Regions from separate parts of the Mus musculus genome. Here region 1 is linked to region 2. Evidence: chromatin contacts called from public HiChIP or PLAC-seq data. All regions are on one chromosome and are shown on one strand. The core of a region is the stretch at or near the end of the contact, and the rest is flanking DNA. Distances in the headings are between cores, read along the strand shown.

Region 1 (3,351 bases), core at 544-3,043, 430 kb after region 2:
TCGCACACATTCTTGCTCCTGCTTATCACTACCCATTTGTACTCATTGGTTCCTCCAGATCACTGAGATCTTAGAAGGAAGAAAGGGGGCATTGCTTAACTCCCTAACCCAAGGTCAAGATTCTTGAGTCTCTTACTAGTCTTTTTGTTTCATGGTCCTTCATTGCAATGGTTTCCTGCCTTCATCTGTCCCTTGCTTTCAATGCAAGGACAAAGAGGGAGGGATACAGTGAGGGAGTGACCAAGCCCCTGACTCACTTCTGTATCCATCAGATCCACTCGTCCACCCAGCCACCTGGGTACTGGCAAGGAAACAGGAAAGGGTCAAGTAGAGAGAAGAGACTGGCAGGTAAACGGGACATCTCAGATAGAGGTAGATAGAATATAGAAGATGCCTGGGAAAGATCAGGCACTCCTGGACCAGGGAAGACACCTTTAATCCCGGAGGTCGGGAGCGTGGGGAGCCCACAAAGTCAAGTAGAGGGGAAGAACCACCTGGCCCAGTGCAGTGTAAAGTCTCTGCCTTCTGCAGGTCACCCCACTTCATACCTGGATGAATTGCTCGAACTTCTGGATATGGGCCTTCAGCTGCTCTTCCTTAATACCTAGTTCTTCCCAGCGCAAGTTCAGCGTTTCCATTCTCCGTTGGAATGCCTGTAGGGCATGTGAGAAGGTGAAAGTCAGAGAGCCAGCCACCTGACATGGGCTCTCAGAAAGAGTCTAACATCATTTGCCCAAAGTGTTTTTTTATCCTTTAGCCTGGGGGGCTCTTGGAACGCTGATGATGTAGCTCAGTGGAAAAGAAGTCGCTAGGAGTTAAATCCCCAACTCTTCAAATGAAACGTAGTTACAGAAGGACTTGTAGTTTGCACTCTCTATCCTGTACAGAGATCCTAGTATAGTATCCCATGACCCTAGTTCCCCCAAGACTCAGACCCTTTCTGTTCTTTGTGGAGGAAAGAGTCCAGAACCAGTTGTAGCCACCCTACCCCCAAAGCGAGGGCCCACCATCCATTAACCTCGAGCCTCAGCCAATCCATTCCCTACCCTGAACCCCTACCCTTATCACCCCCAACTCCCCACCTCACCTCCTTCTTATGTTCCATGGCCTCCTGCATGATCTTGGCCTCTTTCTTCTTCTCCAGGAGCTGGATAGATGGGGAGTCTGACTGCTCCTCAACATTTGGGAACTTCCTGCCCGAGAACAACGAAAAGGGAACAGGACCCTCTGAGAGGCAGGAGCAGGATCGGGTAGGGAGCACCTCAGAGATGGATGCCCATGGGAAGGAAAAGAGGTCTCCACTCTCACCTTAATGAAAGGAGCTGTGTGAGAAGAGAGAGATCTACGAGGGCTTTTTGGGGGCGATTGAGTGATGGGGGCCCAGAGTCAGGGTGGAGTTGGGTCATGGGGTAAGGCAATTAGGAGCACTGGGCTGTAGGAGAGGAAAGACCTGGCAGCAGAGCATCATCATGAGGGTAAGAGTGGTCCCAAGCTCAGAGGCGAGACAGACAGGCTATATACCAAGCACTTACTGCAGCAGTTGAAGCAGCCGCTCCCCATACTGTAGCCGGAAGTATTCGGCCAAGTCCTCCTCTTCCATCATGCCCAAACTCATGGTGGCAGCTACCTAACAGCCCCGGTGGCCTACTTTTCAAAGTGAAATGGTGAGTGACAGTGCCACAGGGCACTCAGGGGTTAGTGGCTGGATTCTCGGTCTCCTCTCCTCCTGCTGCTTTCAAAGTCCCACAGAGAGTGGGTAGCTGAGAGACACAGCAGAAACCAGCTAGAGGCTGCTTTAGTATGTTGTGCTCTTGCGGTGATAGGAGATCTGGTTACCTAGCAACAAGCTGCCTGGTTCTGAGGCACCCACGGTTTGCCCTCTAACCTATGAACCCACTAACTCCCCACCCACCTCTCTCTTTGTTTTGTTTTCAAGATAGGGTTTCTTTGTGTAATCCTGGCTGTCCTGGAAATCACTCTGTAGACCAGGCTGGCCTTGGACTCAGAAATCTGCCTGCCTCTGCTGCCTGAGTGCTGTGAGGAAAGGTGTATATCACCACTGCCCGGCTAACCTCACTCACTTGAGGTGGCCTCTCTGTTCCCGAGGGCACCTTTCAGGAACTCTGATTACGTTACCAGTTGCTCCTTTACCGGGTAGGGAGGCAGGGTATGACCATTTGCCACAGAGAATGAAAGCCTGACAGAGGAGTCCGATCTGTGAAGCTGACTCCCGGGCACCTCTTTCCTAGGGTTAGGTGAGGGGGAAGACGAGATTGGGTGGCAGATGGATGGTAAAGAGCAAAAGCAGCAGAGAGACGACCAGGGACAGGGAGAGGTGGACAGAGAAGTGTGAAAAGTGGGGAAATGATGAGACGCATTAGAACAAAGTAGTGGGCCAAAGAGATGTAGGGGCATACAGCTCCTGGCCGCTTGGAAAGGGACCAAGGCAAGGCAAGGTCCCTTTATTATAAGACGGAGTTTATTAAGTACAGATAAAATACTCTTTTGAGCTATAAGTGCAGGTGTGGTGGGTAATGGAATAGGTCCCTTGTTTAAATGGTTTACCTCTTATGGCTGCCTTCCTCCATTCCAGAGGACACATGCATATTTAAATACTTATTTGACTTGAGGTTAAAGCTGTGTACGGTTGGGTCCCTGGGTGAAACAGCACTATAGTGACCTCTGCTGGCACTAGGCCCTGGGTGCTGACCCCTCCCTGCCCTTCCTCCCAGCGGGCTGAGGTAGGATTGCTGGGGGTCTCTGGCTGGAGCCAAGGACAGAGCTTGCAGGCTAAATTGTGGGTCACCTGGCATGCTGCTTCCTCTAGCTCTCCAAATCCCTGTTGTGAGGAAGAGAGTGTCCTGCTCGTGTTTCACCTTTGGTCTCTCCTCAAGGTACAGAAAAAAGCCCACCCACTCTGATCTCACCCATCTATCCCCTCATCACCCCCAGCCCACCGTAAATCCCTAATCCCAACTCCAGATATAGACCCAGCAAAATGACAATAAGGCAAATTATTTCTAAGTTTCACAAAAGGTGTGTGTGTGTGTTCTTTATCCAGTTAATTTGTGTGATGGTTTGTATATGCTTGGGGTAGAAAGTGTCACTATTAGGAAGTGTGACCTTATTGGAGTAGGTGTGTCACCTTGGACATGGGCTTTAATACCCTTGTCCTAGCTACCTGGAAGCCAGTCTTCTAGCAGCCTGCAGATGAAGATGTAGAACTCTCAGCTCCTCCTGCACCTTGCCTGCCTGGGCTCTGCCATGCCCCTGCCTTGATGATGCTGGACTGAACCTCTGAACCTGTGAACCAGCCCCAATGAAATGTCCTTAGGAGAGTTGCCTTGGCCA
Region 2 (3,415 bases), core at 634-3,133:
GGAGGCAGATGTCACTTTTTTTTTTTTTTTGAAACAGGGTGGTTTCTCTGTGTAGCCCTGGCTGTCCTGGAACTCACTGTGTAGACCAGGCTGGCCTTGAACTCAGAAATCCGCTGCCTCTGCCTCCCGAGTGCTGGGATTAAAGGCGTGCGCCACCATGCCCTACTTACACAGTATATTTTGAGGGAAGACTCAGTTACATAGGGAAGACTTTGGCTTTTGCCGTTGGTTGTTCGAGGGGAAAAGGGAAACTAAGGACATTTACCGAATCAAATGAAACAGGTCTGTATTTTGGATAACCCCAAGATTCATTTTGTATAATGTAAGCCTAACACTATACCCTCAAATACTTGAATTGCCTACGTTTGCTGTGGTGGTTGTTGTTTTTAAAACAGGGTTTCACCATGGAGTCTTGCTACCCTGTAACTTGCTATATACACCAGGCCTGCCTGCCTGTGCCTCCCAACTGCTGGGATTAAAGGCTTGGACCACCACACCCGACTGCATCGTCTACCTTGAACGAACGACCTTTAAAAGAGGACTGTTGCTCAAGGATCTCTCCTTTAGCTGAGAGTTCTCTCTCCTGAGAGCTGGTCTCATCACTCTGCCCAGCACTGCAGCACAAATGTCCTCTTTAAAACCACTCCAGCACTAAAGCCATGTTCACTGATCAGCCAGCTAGCTTGAATCCTTGGCTACTCCTTAACTGGCTCCCTGTCATTTACAATATCCACCCCTTTAAATTCTAATGTCTTACTCCTTTGGGTTTGTTTGTTCTTCAAGACAGGGTTTCTCATCATAGCGCTGGCTGTCATGGAACTCACTATGTAGACTGGCCTCGAACTCACAAGAGATCTGTCTGCCTCTCAGTGCTGGGATTAAAGGTGTAAACCACCATGCTTGGCCTTCTCTTTACCTCTGGTACCCCAACACTAACACTGCTGTAGTGGAAGAAGATACCATAGACTCTGTTTTCAACCATGGTCTTTCAGCTCAACCGTCCACAGTACACTTCAGTAAAGTAAGACCCAAATCTCAAACAACCACTCCTTTGTCCAAAAAGGGCCACCAAGTGCGAGACATGTAGAGGCTAGCCCAGTGAATTACATAGCAAGCACCAGGTGATGTTAACGTGACGCTGTCATAAAAAGACCACTAACAACTACCAAGAAGTTGTTGCTTAGCAAGTCAAGACAGTTCACTATTCCTTCTGACCCCTCCACCTCCACCCAATGGCATTTAGCTTTTCAAACGATATTTGCTTTAACTCTTGCTTAGCAAAATGGCTTCTGCTGCCTAGTACCGTTTTCTGATGCTTTCCCGCTTAGCTAACCGGGGTACCCATCCAAGGACTGGGGCGTTTCTCCTTTCCCAAACCAGCTAAATCAGAGGGCCCCTGTAACCACAACAACCAGCAAGGCTAATCTCCCACAGAGCGTAAACCTTCGACAGTGGGCGGAGACGTATTCCAGGCTAGGTCGACCCTGGAACAAAGGGCCGGAAAAGCCTCCGCTCCCCAGGCCAAGACCATGGGCAATGGATGGAAGGAGTATAGGAAGAAAAGAAATTCAGGACAAGAAGGGAAAACAAAACAAAAAACCCACGAGAATCACACAAACAGCACTCACGGAGGTAGGTGGTTGTGCTCGGCAAGCAGCCATGATGAGCCAAACCCCTACCCTGAAGAACGCGCGAACTCCGGGCGCAAGTGCTCACGGGAGGGAACCTGTGACGTCAGGGAGCAGCACTGCCTCTTCCCTCTGCATCCACCAGGGTACTGGGGCGTCAGGGACCTTTTGCGGTGAACTTGCCGTAAGGAGCCTACTGGCCTTAAATTTGCAGCGACCCTTCCGCTTCTGACTCCTAAAGGCGGGAATTACAGATGTGCGTCACCAGATCTGGCCTGTTTTCCTTCTATAGTGACGGCGCGTCCGGATCCTAGTGTTTCACGTGGGGTGGGGCGGGCGGGAGACCGCTCGAGCGCACAGTCACTTGGCTCATAACACCTAAAATTTTCAGTCTCCCTGATCTTGTCAAGCAGAGATGTGCAATTTAAAAGTAGCCACAGACTAGATGGGATATCGCATGTGCCTTTAATCCCAGCAATCCGGGTGCAGAGGCAGGGGGATCTCTGCGAGTTTTGAGTTTCAGCCTAACCTGCTCTTCATAGTGAATTTCAGGCCAGCCAGAACTACGAAGTGAGGACAAAAAAGGGAGCCACGGGACACCATTAGCATATGTGATATGTGCAGTGGACTTAAGCCACTGCTGCATTTAGCAAGTCTTTTTAAATTTGTTTTTTACTCTAATGTCTAGAACTAATTTTTGCTAAAGAATTTGGTGGCCATATGTGACTCAATTCATGAAAGCCTTTGCTTTTCCTAATTCAGTCAGTCAGGCAATCAAGAGCTCAGTACTGGCGGAGGAAACAGAATTCATCTATGTGGCAGGCACATAGGATCGGGGTATATTCATTGAAGAAAACAAAACAAAAACCCTCTTGTTCTGAGGCAAGGAGATTGACGGGAAAACAGGCAAAATATATGGAGAAGAAAGAAAGAAAGAAAGAAAGAAAGAAAGAAAGGAAGGAAGGAAGGAAGGAAGGAAGGAAGGAAGGAAGGAAGAAAGAAAGGAAGGAAGAAAGGAAGAAGAAAGGAAGAAAAAGCAAAGCGAGGAGATTGTCTGGCATTCCAGTTCCAGGAGACCTGGCGCTACCTTTGTTGTTGTTGTTGTTGTTTTGTTTTGTTTTGTTTTGTTTTTTTGTCTTTCGAGACAGGGTCTCTCTATTGCCCTGGCTGTCCTGGAACTCACTTTGTAGACCAGGCTGGCCTCGAACTCAGAAATCCACCTGCCTCTGCCTCCCGAGTATTGGGATTAAAGGTGGCCCGGCTCTGGCGCTACCTTTTGAGTAACTGCACACGTGGTACACATACATTCATGCAAGCAAAACACTCAAACACATAAAAAGCAAGATAGAAAAGGAACCATGTGGCAGTGCAGTAATCCCAGCATTCAGGAGGCAGGAGAATCTTCCTGAGTTTAAAGCAGCCAGGGTTACATTAAAAAAAAAAAAAAAAAAAACAACCAACAAAGTAGCCAGTCAGTAGTGGCGCATGTCTTTAACCCCAGCAGAGGCAGAGGCAGAGGCAGGTGGATTTCTGAGTTCCAGGCCAGCCTGGTCTACAGAGTGAGTCCCAGGACATCCAGGGCTATACAGAGAAACCCTGTTTGGAAACAAACAAACAAAAGAAAAACAACAAAGTATTACACCTGCAAATTACTGTATCCCTTCATTCAGCTTCACTTTTGATGCAAACAACTCCTTCTGTCATGAAATATGCACTGTGGTGATGAAAGAGAAGTTGGGGCAAAAGCCCCACCCTAGTAGCCGTGTCTCAACTAAAGATTTTGTAGC

The links. HiChIP or PLAC-seq counts read pairs in DNA pulled down with a chosen protein or histone mark.
Region 1: an H3K4me3 HiChIP or PLAC-seq map of pro-B cells shows a contact between it and region 2, with 5 times the contacts expected there. The contact joins the promoter of Ccdc42 here to the promoter of Ctc1 in region 2. A contact is called at or near these places in 1 of 39 promoter capture datasets (cranial neural crest) and 3 of 115 datasets of contacts at active chromatin or transcription factors (craniofacial prominence, extraembryonic endoderm stem cells and pro-B cells).

What each region holds. Positions count from the first base shown.
Region 1 is chr11:68,585,479-68,588,829 of GRCm38.p6, reverse strand. It overlaps Ccdc42 (coiled-coil domain containing 42), which reads right to left and starts at 1,793. Exons shown (of 7, transcript NM_177779.3): 1 at 1,533-1,793; 2 at 1,088-1,193; 3 at 549-653. The coding sequence starts at 1,615. It overlaps Ccdc42os (coiled-coil domain containing 42, opposite strand), which reads left to right and starts at 1,873. Exons shown (of 2, transcript NR_155283.1): 1 at 1,873-2,894.
Region 2 is chr11:69,014,379-69,017,793 of GRCm38.p6, reverse strand. Ctc1 (CTS telomere maintenance complex component 1) reads right to left here and starts at 1,883. Exons shown (of 23, transcript NM_001013256.2): 1 at 1,629-1,883. The coding sequence starts at 1,661.